2 separate regions of the Zea mays genome follow, and region 1 is linked to region 2. A link is a contact called in public Hi-C data. All regions are on one chromosome and are shown on one strand. The core of a region is the stretch at or near the end of the contact, and the rest is flanking DNA. Distances in the headings are between cores, read along the strand shown. Region 1 holds the start of LOC100285707. Region 2 holds the start of LOC541993 (androgenic embryo 3).

Region 1 (6,640 bases), core at 392-2,891, 400 kb before region 2:
ATATCATATCATATATCATACCGTATCGTATCATAATTAACCCAAATACAAAAATAGTTAGTTAAGGGATTCGATGTTGTTTATTGGCTGGTGCGGTGCCTGGGGGGGTGTACATGTGATCCACGCCAGCGCGCGGGCGGCCGGCCATCGTTGTCGATGGTCGTCGTCGACGGCGCTGACGACACACGTCACACTGGAAGAACGAACGACGAACGAGTACTGCCGAATGCTCAAGTACTCCGATCCGATCTGCACCGAAGCCGCCGTACCACTTGAGGAAGCCAGCCAGCCTGACGACAAATGGACGGAGCAGCACGCATGCACACGTACGGGTATGGGGCTACCGACGGCGGCGTACGGCGCCGGGCCACACAGGTCGTCAGGAAACGTGCACATCAACAGCGGCGCCGGCGCCGGTCGCTGTTGGGCACATCGCGGAGGAAGAATATAATAATTAATCTACTCTTTTCTATACCACTAGCTAGCTTCAACCGTTCTGGAAGATGTGACGACGACCGGTTCCATTGGAAACGTGTGGGTGCTGCCGTGCCGGCCTCTCGTCCACCCGTGTCAGTGTCTCGTGTCCACTGGTGGATGCCGCTTTTCTTCTCCGCTCCGCGCGCATGGTTGAGGTAGTAGAAAGGTAGAGGACGACGACGGACAATGACCGGCGGCCGGGGAGCTAGCTAGCTTGTGTCGCTCAAAGTCACTAGTGGATGCAGCTGCGTGCGTGCGTGCTCGCCGTCGCCGGGACGACTACGATGAATGCATCAGATGAGAATGGCCTTGACCTTGCTTATGGCTGCCATGGGGACTAGCTAGCTTGATGTCTGCTAGCTAGCTCCTACGCGTACTAACTAAGCTATTACGTCGCTGCCACGGCCGGGGAGTATATATGACGCTACACGCAAATGGAATGACGAGAAATGTAATACAGAAAGAACTGATTGAAGCAGCCAAATTTTAATTGGGTTGCAGGAATGGATATTTTCGGAGAAGAGAGATAGAGAGCATGACGGCGCGCGAGGACGATGGAGCGGGTAGTTGGGAGCAGCAGCTAGCTAGCGAACCTGGAGCGTGGGTGGTGCGTGAACCTCCAGGAGAACTCGCCGTCGTCCCAGGGCAGGCTGAGCCTGCGAGCCGACAGCGCGTAGCACGTGGCGCCGCTGGCCCTCTCCAGCCACACCCTGCACCCGCTGCCGTCGACGGCCACGGCGCCGGCAGCGTCGCAGAGGCTGAGGTAGGCGTCCTTCTTGCTGAGGCCGCGCACGGTCGCCGCTGGGTGAGCCGCCTGCGACGGCGGAGACACGCGGCGGCTGTCCAAGTGGTCCTCAGCCGCCTCGAGCTGCTCGGGGAGGAAGGCGCGCCAGACCTGGTCGGAGTCGGCGGCGGCGCGGAAGGCCGGGGACACGGCGGCGCAGCGGCAGGCGTCGCGCGGGGAGGTCCGCGCGATGGCCTGCGCCAGGCACACCTCCGGCAGGTCGCCCACCTGGGTCTCGCTGGTCGTCCGTGCAACCGCCGCCTCCTCCATATCTGAAGACGCTCGGGTCTTGAGGCTCTCGTTCCTCGACAGGCACACTACACCTACACAATCGCCAATAGTCGCAATCGCTATGCGTGCTGGCAAACGCCAAGCTAGCTACCAAACCTGACGACAGCCTTATATATATATGGAGAGTATTTGACAGCACCCGTACGTGGGGGCGGGACTCCTTTCAATCTTCGCCGCACCAGCACCGCGCGGCAGAATAGACCCGGCCGGCCCGTCGGTTTGCCATGCGTGCATGCTGCACATGTGCCTGAGCGGAGTGGCTTATAAGTAGAGATGGCAACCAGAAATTTTTCATCCCAGATGTTAGGATATGTTTAGTTCAGTGTCTAACTTGTCATATTTTTTTTTTAACTTTTTTTTACTAAGCTTAGTTATTAAATTCAGACGACTAAACTTAGATAAAATATGACACATTTAGACACGAACCAAACATGCCTTTAGCTTTCCAATCCTGTACTCGTGAGCTATGTCTCCACAATGAAATTTTTTTCCCTACGAGGATCTTCACGAACATTTATGGAGGACATTTCTTCCTTATTCTCATTCCCCATGGGAATAAATCTTCGTCGGAGATCTCCGTCCCCCGTTTAAATTATAATTAGAATATAATTCGTATGTTATTAATATAAAATATTGCCACTTATGCACATTGTTATATACTTATGCACATTGTTAGATGTAAAAAAATATTATGTATACATAAAAAAACATATTTATATAATGAGTGATCTCTTGATAAGATAATTATTTTTTATCTTTAATTAGTATATGAAATGATCGTCAAATGTAAGTTTAATGAGCCCTATAAGGAATGGATTCTTAATCCATCCCCCGTTTACCTGCCAAGGAAATATTTTTCCTAATTTACATCTCGTAGAAAACAAACTTCTTCACCCTCATTTTCTAACAAAAAAAATTCGCCGTGGAGAAATCGTGAATGGGATCCCTGTTGCCATCTCTCTGCTTCTAATGCCGCCGACAACGTTGCTGTCCAAGCGCTTTCGTCTGCGCCGTGTTTAGGGAAAAAAAATGGAAAAATTCCTGGTATGCCATCAGATTTTATAGTCATTCCTTGTGTGCCACTGAGTGGCATATAGGTATATTTTTCTGTGTGTATGACATGTGGGGTCAGTGGCACACAAGTAACGAGTATATTTTCCGATGGCATACAGGTAATTGGCCCAAAAAAAATGTATATCGCCCTCGCCCTACGTCCTTTTCATCTAGAAGCTCGCCTTGGAATATCGCAACTGAAGGAAGAAGATCCCACAAGCAAGCAAGCGGGGATTCGATTCGTTCCCCGTGGGCGTGGCTAATAATCAAAACTGTGCACATAGAGATGTCTTCACCTTAGCAGCCCGTTTGGGTTCGAGAGAAGTAGATTTTAGTTACGTTAACATCGGATATTTGATTACTGGTTACAAATATTAAATACAGTTTAATTATAAAAACCAATTAGAGATAAAAACTAAATGGTAAGACACGTCTATATATTATGTCTGGCCTTGTTTGTTTCTGTCGGATTGGTGGTCAGAATGATTCCTATCTGGATTGATTCTCTAATTTATATAAACTTTGATTAAGTGGAACGATTCCAGGTGCAATCCGACACAAACGAACAAGGTCTAATTAGGTTATGATTTGCTCATGTTTGCCAATTATAGATTAATTAGGTTTGATTAATTCGTCGCATCGTTTAATTATAATTAGTTAGTTTGTAAATATGCTAATACATCTGTTCTCGAATATTTGTCACTCGCTAGTTCATTTTTAAACTAAACCATGACAAATAAAAAAGAACATAGAAAGTATATAATTAGTCTTTATCACAATTGACATTCAGATATCCGATGTGACACAGATTCCAAAACCTCTAATTGTTGTCGGTCGTCTTTATTTGAGTATTAACGCTATTTTTTTATTTTGGAGCTAGCTAGACAAAAAAAAAGAGTCCTAACGAATTCCAAGAGATCCCGGTGGCCTTATCATCATCATCACAACACTACGCGACGGATACCAAACCCAACGCGTGGGCCGGCCGGCCTCACAGCCACACGAGATTCGTTTCACACGCTTGATTAATCCGTCCATGTTTATCACGTCCAGGACAGACAGTGCTCGATTTTGTTGGTGTTCTCATTTTTACCTTTAGTCGTATTTTTTTTCTTAGTCATCAAGCTCCCGTTAAGCATCTGCTAGCCACGGTACGCTCTAGGCTCTCAAATCAATCTCACTCCATATTGTGCAAGGAGCCAAGGAAGTCGTATTATACACTATTTATCATATTTTATGTTTACATGTCAACGTACGACTTCAGGGAGCTGCAGGGTTGAGAAATACGGTTGCGTCTTTGAATTTTGTCCGCGTTTTGTTGAAAACTTTTGGAGATGGAGGCGAAAAGTTAGCAGAAAGGATGTATATATGAAAGTGACAGCTCGGAATGCGGTAGAGATGGCAATAGGGCATCGTTCTCTCATCCGCGGTGGTGAATTATTCTACTAGGGCTATTTTAGGAATCCTATTTTTAAAGAGATTTTTATTTTTTTAAATAAAATTAGTTCATTTTATTTTGGAAAAATAAAAATCCTTTGAAAAAATAGAGTTCTCAAACTAGTCCTTAGAAGGGCTAGTTTGGGAATCCTATTTTCCTAAGAGATTTTTATTTTCTCAAAGAAAATTAGTTCATTTTCTCTTAGGAAAATATAAATCTCTTGAAAAATTAGTGTTCTTAAACTAGCTCTAAAATGAAGATGAGGAAGTTTTTCCTCCACGGAGATGTAAACGGGAAAAAATATTCCCCGACAGGGTAAACAGGGACGTAGACGGGAAATATTTCTATCCTCATTCCCCACGGGGACCATAGGGTCTGTTTGGTTCAGTTTTTTTTCTGAGTTTTTTTTTCTGAGAATCTGGTTGTGACAAGAATCTGAATATCGTGGGGATTATATGCGGAGGAAGAAGAATTGATCCAAGGGTTTAGGATCTAGAAAGCTATGGATTACTACTATCGTGACGACTCGATCGATTATGTGTTCATATTGATTTTAGATGATTTTTACCAAAAATGATTCTTATAGAAGCGGGCTGAAAAGCTGGGACGTTTTCCAGTTCGTAGCAGCTTTTGGTGGCCAGAAGCTAAAAAACCCAAACAAACAGGGCCTTAAACTCGTACTTTACGACGTTTTCCTATAATAGTTGATGATAAAAATAATAATTAACTTGTCAAGAGACTATTCATTGTAGAAATATGTTTATTTTGATGTACACATAATAATTACTTACATATGACAATATGCATAATTGACAATATTTTACATTAATAACAAAGAAAGCACGTCCTAATTATAATTTAAGTGTCGTTGCATCCTTCGGCTGCTAGGCACATCGGATAGTTCGGTGGCGCACGAGACATTTCGGTGGCGCACCGGACAGTCCGGTGCTGCCACGTGTCCACCGTTCATTACGTGCCAACCATTGGCATTGCGAGAGCCGTTGGCCGACTGTCTCAACAGACAGTCTGGTGAATTATAGCCAGCGCGCTTGGCCAATTTCCCGAGAGTGGCCTGTTCGGCCAGCTGATGGCCTAGGCACCGGACAGTCTGGTGCGCCGAGGCTGGCGCATGTTTGGCTAAGTTTAGCCAAACTTCTTTGCTCCAATTGTATCGACTTAGAGAGTTTTCTAGCACTTAGAAGAACGTAGTTAACAACTAAAACAATTTACTAAGTGCTAGAATCATACTTTGTTCCTTTGATGTGATAGGATTTGCAATATACACCAAATGCACTTTTTCTCAATTTGCTTTAACTACTTGTGCTTATTATTCATACAAGATGATGTTAGTCGAAACAGAATGTGTTGAGCATTTAATCACTAAAATTGAATAGAAATAGTCCAAGGACGCATTTCCCTTTCACCTACTTATGACCTATTCACATGATGATTCATTTCCCCGCATTATATAAATAAAACCTAATGATTGATTAGCTTTCTATTTACTTTGTCCTTGATTATATTTTGGGTTATTATGATTATCTTTATGCTAGTGCTCTACTTTAATAAATTAACATGATGATATATAATTATGATACGATGATTTTATTCTGAATATGATGATGAACTTGTTGCACTAAAGGGGGCTTGGGCTGTTTCTCGAGTACCTTTCCATAAGGACTTATTCGTTGAGAGATCACCTGGAAAAACAGTGCAACCATGAGGGTGATATAGGACGTCCTTGGCCAAGCAATCATGGAAGTCTTGTGTTGGGTACTGGTTTTGGTCATTGGGGACAGAGGCATCTGATATGGCTCTTATATTCTCACTCAGGGATATAGGTATGGGCGTCGTTCCCATGGCTTTTTCCTGAGAGTGGAGGCTATAGGCTTAGGTACGTCAGATGGTCTCTATGCAGTGATCATTTCCAACATTCGCATAGTGAGGACCCTAGAGAAAAGCCACATAGTGAAACCTTGCCTACTCACCTTGGAAGTGTTTAAGGGTCCGTACAACTCGAGGCAAAAGGGGTCACGACTCATCGGTAAAGTGTGCAACCTCTGAAGAGTGTTATGAAACTGATATATCAGTTGTGCTAACAGTTAAGAGCGGCCTTGGGATCCTCTTTGATTAGAGTTAGAGATAAGATGGTTCGAGATATTATGGTTCTATTTATAGATTTGGTTACAGATGATGATGATGGTTCTATTAATGATGTTTCTAACTATGGATTTTGGTATTTCCTCTATGAGGATGTACTCTTTGGGATAACAACTTGGGATTGATGATAAAATTTGGCTAATATTAATGAATAAAACTTGATAAAGTAAAAGCAACTTGCTTTGAGCCTAACTCCACATAAAGCTAGTACATCTCAGCCAAATGGGACATTTGCTGAGTACGTTAATGTGTACTCACCCTTTCTTTCACAAAACACCATGTTGCCTTTGGTGCAATCTATGCTCAGGTAAAGAAGAAGAAGAAGGCGTCTAAGCGGATATCCTAGACATCGATGAGTTCAAGGATTAGGCTAGCGACCTCCCCAGTCAGCTTCCTGTGGTGGATTTATTTATGTTGGTTGCGTTTCTATTATGTGC
Region 2 (6,698 bases), core at 1,230-3,729:
AGACGGGGGATTCTTGCAAGTGCTCTTCCCATAAACTGTAGCGGGTTTTCGGAAGCTAGTGGAACTTTGTAAAGGCGTCGTAGTGTTTCCCTGCCTTGCTTCCTAGGTAGAGGTGTATAGGAGTCGTGATCCCTTGGCAAATGGGTAACATGACTTGTGGGTAAAGGGTACAACCTCTGCAGAGTGTAAAACTGGTATACTAGCCGAGCTCACGGTCATGAGCAGCTCAGGACTCTCTGATGATTAATTTATGGAACTTAAATTCAATTTTATCATTTGCATATGCATGGGATTATTATTAAATTTTGTTCTATTACTTTATTTAAGGTTTGGTATTTACTTACATCTAGTAACTGCTAATAAAATTTTGACCAACTAATTAAAAGCAATGCTCAGCTTTAACCCCTGTTGTTGACTAGCCTTACACATCACATGAACTCCCATCTTTGGTGAGTTCATGCCCACTGGTTCCCCACAATTTGTTGAGCTATGATCATGTGTGAGCTCACCCTTGCTGTCTCACACCCCCACAGGAGAAGAACAGGTGGTTCTGGAAGAGCCACAAGGCGAGGAGTTTGATCTGATCTAGATGGCATTTCCCCAGTTGACTTCTGCGTCAAGGACGATCCTTAGTTCGTTTTATATTTATATTTTATTTTGTAATAAGACTTCTGCTATGTAATAAATACTCTGATTATTGTGACATTTATCTCTATACACTCTGTTATTATATATGTTATCTTCTTGGCGTATGTATGAGATGCACCCGGCTTTGTTCCTTAAAGACGGGTGTGACAGTTTATCAATCTGGCGTCGATCTGGCGGATCTGGTCGAAGAAGCCGACGTCGTAGACGCCGGAGGCGTCGGCGAAGTGCAGGACGCCGGCGAGTCGGTGCTTCTCGACGTGCGCGAGCGCGGCGTTCCGCTGCACGTGAGCCTCGGTGTCGGCGGTGGTGAAGTTGTCCTCGGGCTTGAAGGCGAGGTGCCTGTACATGATGTCGGTGCCGCGGAGCACCTCGGCGGTGGCGGGCGCGTCGGCGGCGGGCTCGACGACGACCCAGACGACGGGCGGGCTAAAATTTGAGTTAAACTACTTGAGAAAGTATTGGAATCTAATTTTTACCTCTCAATTATGTGTGTCCTTGATCTAACATGTAGCTATTATGATATATATAAACCGTAGCAATGTGCAAGTATTGTACTATCATATAGAGAAGTCTGTATGATATTAAAGGTTGCAATGTAGTGGTCTCGTTGCAACGCACGGGCACTCACCTAATATATATATAAAAGTGAAGGAAAAGGTGTGTTGCTTGGCGAGATAACCGTCACATCCATTGGGGGATTGAGCATATGTCATATTTTCCAATAGATGTGATGCGGTGTGGTTAGGGGTGATAACGGGCTCTAGATTTTACACTACAAAATGTAAGCAAAATTTAAGGATCGAATCGGATTATAATCAGCCTCTATTTGTATTCATTTTTGAACTAGAATTTTTAAGAGTCTCAAGGAAAAATTTGGATCGCCCGCATTGTGGTAAGGTCCAAGGTGATGTGTTGTGTTTATTTTGCCATTAGAGGATACAATCGGGTCATGAGAGGATGCAATTCGAGGCAACGGTTGGGCGGAGCTAGGGCAGAGGCGTCGTGGCAAAGTGGTCGTTGGTAACACTGTGGTCAGGAGAGGGTAGGAATGAGATCGCGGCGGCGTGAGGTGAGGTAGCGAGAGCCGCCGACCACCGGTAGTGGAAGCGCGGTCGAGGGGGCGGAGAGGAGGAGGCGGCGTGAGGTGGAGCAGTGCGCATGCATGATTGGTGAGGGCGGGGCGCCGGGGCCAAGGGTGCTATAAAACAATTTTTGGATACTCCTGGTCCTGGTTTAGCCCAATATCTATCGTACGATTATTCTCAGTTGCTATCAAGACTGCATCTTTGGCGATTGCCTCTCTAGTACATCTTCATCCAATAACACAACCATGGATCATGTATGAACTGGAGACTCGAAGCTCATCATCGTCTAGCAGTTCGTCTTGCAAGGGCAGTTGGCGGCGCACTCCGGCAACGACGCCCAGCACAGCTTGTCCTTGCTGCAGCAGAACAGCGCCGACGAATAATGGGGATTCTGGTTATTGTAGTGGCACCCGTTGAATATGTCGTTGTCCTCGTCGACGATTGCCTCGTTGCCGCCGCCGACGACGACCGTTGTCTTGCTCTTCCTGCCGTCGTCAATGCTCTGACCTGAACATCGCAAACAGACATGTAATCGATCTTCTCCATGTCCAAGGAAAAGGAACAGATGAACCGACGACGGGTACAAACCGAAACGTATATGGCCAAAATACGAGACTGAGTCGTGCACTACTTGCCGCTGATGGGTGTAGGACTCGCAGAGACGAATGCCAGAAGAACCAACGCAAGCAGGAAGAGTACTTGGCATCTGCAGCTGTGGCTGCGCTTCACGGATGTCGCCATTGTGACTGGGTGTGTTGAGGGTTGAGTACTACCGGCTGCTTCACCCTGCAGCCTGCAGGGTTGGTCTGGTTTATATAGCAGGAAAGATTAGCATGAGATAAATGCGCGGTATCCTGGTGGCTTCTTTCATTTGTCATTATTTAACGTTCGACTTCAATTTACCTCTAAACAAGGCAGTAAACCATTAATTCATTCAAATGCTACCTCGGTCCAACTTAAAATATAGTCTGAGTTATTAGGATAACTCTAGATGTTTGTTTATTTTACCCAAACTTAAAAAAATATTTTATTCCTAATTTCAAGTGTAGCTCGTTTAGTGCGAAATCCTTTTTGGATTGCCATATTCAATCCATTGGTACACGGAGACTCGTCTAAGGCTTTAGAGTTCAGCATATACGCGAATGCACTCGGCATGTACGCACATGGGAATGCGTAATCAGGAGACGTTAAAATTATCTTCAAACCAATTCTGTTCGCTGCAGCTTTAAACCAGTTAAACCAGCTGTTCGAACGCTACTGCTACAATTCAGAGATAAAATACTGTAAAAAAATAGAATCAGTTTCGGAATAAAAACTAGCACCGGCTGACACGGCGTTGCGTGCTCTGACAAGAACTAGATGAACTGACCACACAGGCGGAGCAGCTGTGATCTTGTTTGTTCTGTGTTGAAAACTTGAGATGCTGTTGGGGCAACTGCTGATAGGATCATAGGAGTCAGATACAGAAACTTTCCAATGCTTATATGCTGGGAGCTGTATACTTGGATCACAAGAACAGAAACAGACAACATCTTTTATCTATTATCTATCGTGATTCAATTACACATGAGGCTTGAGACAAACACTATGCAATGGCATCTATAAATAAGTCACGTTACAATCGTCCGGACCAACCCCTTCATCACAAACTACAGTCTTTCGGCATCTTGTGCATCTATACCAATCAACCTCTGTTTCATTAACAGAGTGCTATGTTTCTTTTTAGTTCAGAATGTACCATATATCTAATAACAGAGGCACAGGGCCGAAGCAGCTTTAGCACACTCAGTCTTTATCATTGACGGCTTCTTCAGAGTCTCTTAGCCACTCACGAAGCTTCAGCTCCTGCTCTTCTTTGAACTTGTTGTAAGCCTCCACTGTTTCCGAGACGCCGGTAGCAGGCAGGCTACGGTTTGCGGCCGTACCCTCTGACAACCGACTTGAAATGGGGAGCTCATCCTTCTCTGTATCTGGTGTAGATGCACCTTGCCCACCAGCTTGTGGCGATTCCAGGGCAGAAGACGACGCCGAGTTCTCGCTAGTATCATCTTTTGTTGCAAAATTAGGCTGCGGCCACCTGAGACCCGATGCCTTTTGCTTCGCCGTGTTGAACATTGAAGAGAGGTAGTTCCTGCTGCTACTTCCATTGGTAGAGCCCAGTTCGTCCCAAGTTCCTGAGCTTTTCCTTGACTGGAACCCCCAACTGGGGTTTTGGATCAACCTGATAGCAATGAAAGTTGTCTTAAAACAAACCATACAAGATGACGTTCAGCCAAAACAAGATATGTACAACAGGGCATTATGGGTTTGACAAGTGAAGTTCTATAGTAGTTTATTGGCTAAGAAGCAAGATCCTGGTTTGGAACCTAACTGGAGAGCTTATGCAAAAGATAATTAACTTCAGACTATATATAGAAGATATGAAGTTGGACTGCTCTTAAATGAATAAGGCAAAAAGGCCAAGACATTTTAGTCATAAAAAAGGTGAAGAAAAAAGTCTAGCATACTTGTAAAGCTAATAATCGTAAAAATAAAGTAAAGTTCCCAAGAATTAGTATATCTGTACCCTCTCTTTGGCTGGGTCTTTGACATTATTTGCAGTGATCTATTTATGTCCTTGATCATGTCATCAGCAAGTGGAAGTCCAAAATCAGCCATGGATCTCACAGCGCAAATAGAATCCTCCATGTCTTCAGTGTGCAATGTCACCTCACGCGTCTTCTCTACGAGCTTACCCTGATGACAGAAACAAAACTTGTGTTAGATCAAAGATCATGAAATGCAGCATCTTGATTTGTTGTACCAACTACCAATAGCAGACCACACCAACAGACGGTTCAGCAGATTTACCAGCAGCAAGACAAATATTACTTTGTTTGCTACAGAATTGTATTTGACTAATTCAGATGATAGTATGGCCCGTTTGGTTCCATTAGTCCTATGACTAAAGTTTAGCTCAAAGACTAAACTTTACTCCCTACCTTGTTTAGTTGTAGGGACTACACATATTCTAAACATTAAATGCAACACAAAAATACCAAAATACCTCTTTTCTTGTTTCACACCAGTTTTCTAGGCAAGGACAATTGGAGTAAATGTTGCCCTTTAGTCCCTTTTAGCACCCATGTGAGGGACTAGAACCAATTAGTCCCTACTTTAGTCCTTCCTTTTGGCAAAATTGAGACTAAACGGGACTAAAGATTAGTCCCTCTAACCAAACGGGCCTACATCTTATCTTACACTAAAAAAGTGGCACAAATTTGTGCTCATAAAGCCATTAAAAACAGTGAATAGTTTTCATGAAACTATATCCTGCAATCCTACACCACTGGAAACCTAGTTGCTAATCAAGCACAACACTAAAGCTTAACTGTATCCAAACTAAACCATATAGATACCCAACAGCAAGAAATTATATTAGACCAAGCACTTGAACGGTATCATGGTAATCTAGTAAGGATGTGCATAAACTCAAATCTGCGATGCAACCAACTAACAAGCTACTAGATATGCACACCCTAATTTGCTAGTAATGCAGCAAAGACACACAAAAGAATATCTTATTCTTTTCAGCTTGTCTCCCAATAAAGCACAAATCTTTGATTTCATCCATCCCTTGGGTGATATGCTTTCCTTACAGACAAATCGCCTCCTAATCCCCCAAAGCACAGCTCAACATGCGCAAAGGGAAGGAAGCGAAGCAAGGCCAGGCGGTGGACCTTGACGTCAAGGAGGAGGGGCATGGAAGCCCGGGCGTGCTGCTGGACGAAGTAGAGCCCGACGGAGGGCTCGTTGGCGACGTACTTGATCATTCCGTCCACGCCGTCCTTCACTGCACAGCCACCACCAGACGACCCAGGAAACAGGCGAAAATCATGCGGTAAGCGAGGTGCTCGACGGGAATCCCAGAAGAGTAGCGAGAATGAGAACGGGGGAGGGAGGTTGGTCGTCACGGTTACTACCGCGCAGGAAGCCGTCGGCGGGGGAGAGCGGCAACGACGACGCAGCGGCGGCGGAGGAGGAGGAGCGGTTGTGCATGTCCGCGCCCGCCGGCCGCCGACCATCACGGACTCGCCGCCGACCACTCAGCGAGGGGTTCTCAGATTCGCCGCCGCGTCGGAGAACGAACAGATGCGAAAAAATATCGATTTGGGAGCCTCCCCGTCTAGAGCTCCCTCTTTCTCTATCCTGCGGGGATGGAGGCCGAAGAACAGACAAATTATTGTGCTCGGTGCTCCTAACAGCTGCAACTACCCCGCGCACCATGGTCCATGGTGTTACCGGAAAATTAGGATTTTCAAGCATAATTTCCTACTTGTGCAATTCTTTTTTTTAACAAACTCCTGTAATTCTTCTTTGATAACGGGCTTGTTTGTTTCAGCTTCTGACCGTCAGAATCAGCTCGCTTTTGTGAGAATCGTTTTTAGTGAAAACCATCTAAAATTAACGTAAATATAGAATCTGCAGAGCCATCATGATAGTATGCATATCGTGATAGTATGCATCCGTCACTATCTTGATCTTAAACTCTATAAAATCATTTATCTTTCTATATATGTAATCCTCGTGACACTTAGATTTCTCTACAGAAAAACTGAAATGAACAGGGTCTATAAAGTCTCACCAAAGTTCTTGTTTTCTTAGAGCAACCTCAGTCGCCAAATCAATATCAGCAAAGGAGCGAATTGGATTTGTTTTTGTCGTTTGGGCCCCGTTTGAGTGTAGGAAACTTTCCTGTTTCATCTGTTTTTCTATAGAAATAACTGATTTTCATAAATTTTCTGTATAGTTTCTGCAAAATCCCTACTCCTACATTTCAACGAAGCTCTTCATAAATATATATGACGTATTTATTTGTCTTCAAATGCGTCGTGTTAAATTGGCACAAGTAAAAGTTTATTTTAAGTTGTACTCATGTATATATAGAATATGATTTACATGGCAAGTAACAATATTGTCTAGATT

The links. A called contact is a pair of places that touch in the nucleus more often than the background predicts.
Region 1: a Hi-C map of leaf shows a contact between it and region 2, with 2.4 times the contacts expected there. The contact joins the promoter of LOC100285707 here to the promoter of LOC541993 in region 2. A contact is called at or near these places in 3 of 25 Hi-C or Micro-C datasets (bundle sheath, leaf and tassel).

Annotation. Positions count from the first base shown.
Region 1 is chr10:82,418,044-82,424,683 of Zm-B73-REFERENCE-NAM-5.0, reverse strand. It overlaps LOC100285707, which reads right to left and starts at 1,641. Exons shown (of 2, transcript NM_001158598.1): 1 at 1,071-1,641. The coding sequence starts at 1,531.
Region 2 is chr10:82,016,150-82,022,847 of Zm-B73-REFERENCE-NAM-5.0, reverse strand. It overlaps LOC541993 (androgenic embryo 3), which reads right to left and starts at 2,479. Exons shown (of 2, transcript NM_001111644.1): 1 at 2,369-2,479; 2 at 1,849-2,240. The coding sequence starts at 2,474. The coding sequence ends at 2,020. It overlaps LOC100276076, which reads right to left and starts at 6,004. Exons shown (of 4, transcript NM_001149956.2): 1 at 5,696-6,004; 2 at 5,453-5,565; 3 at 4,300-4,469; 4 at 3,251-3,954. The coding sequence starts at 5,999. The coding sequence ends at 3,519.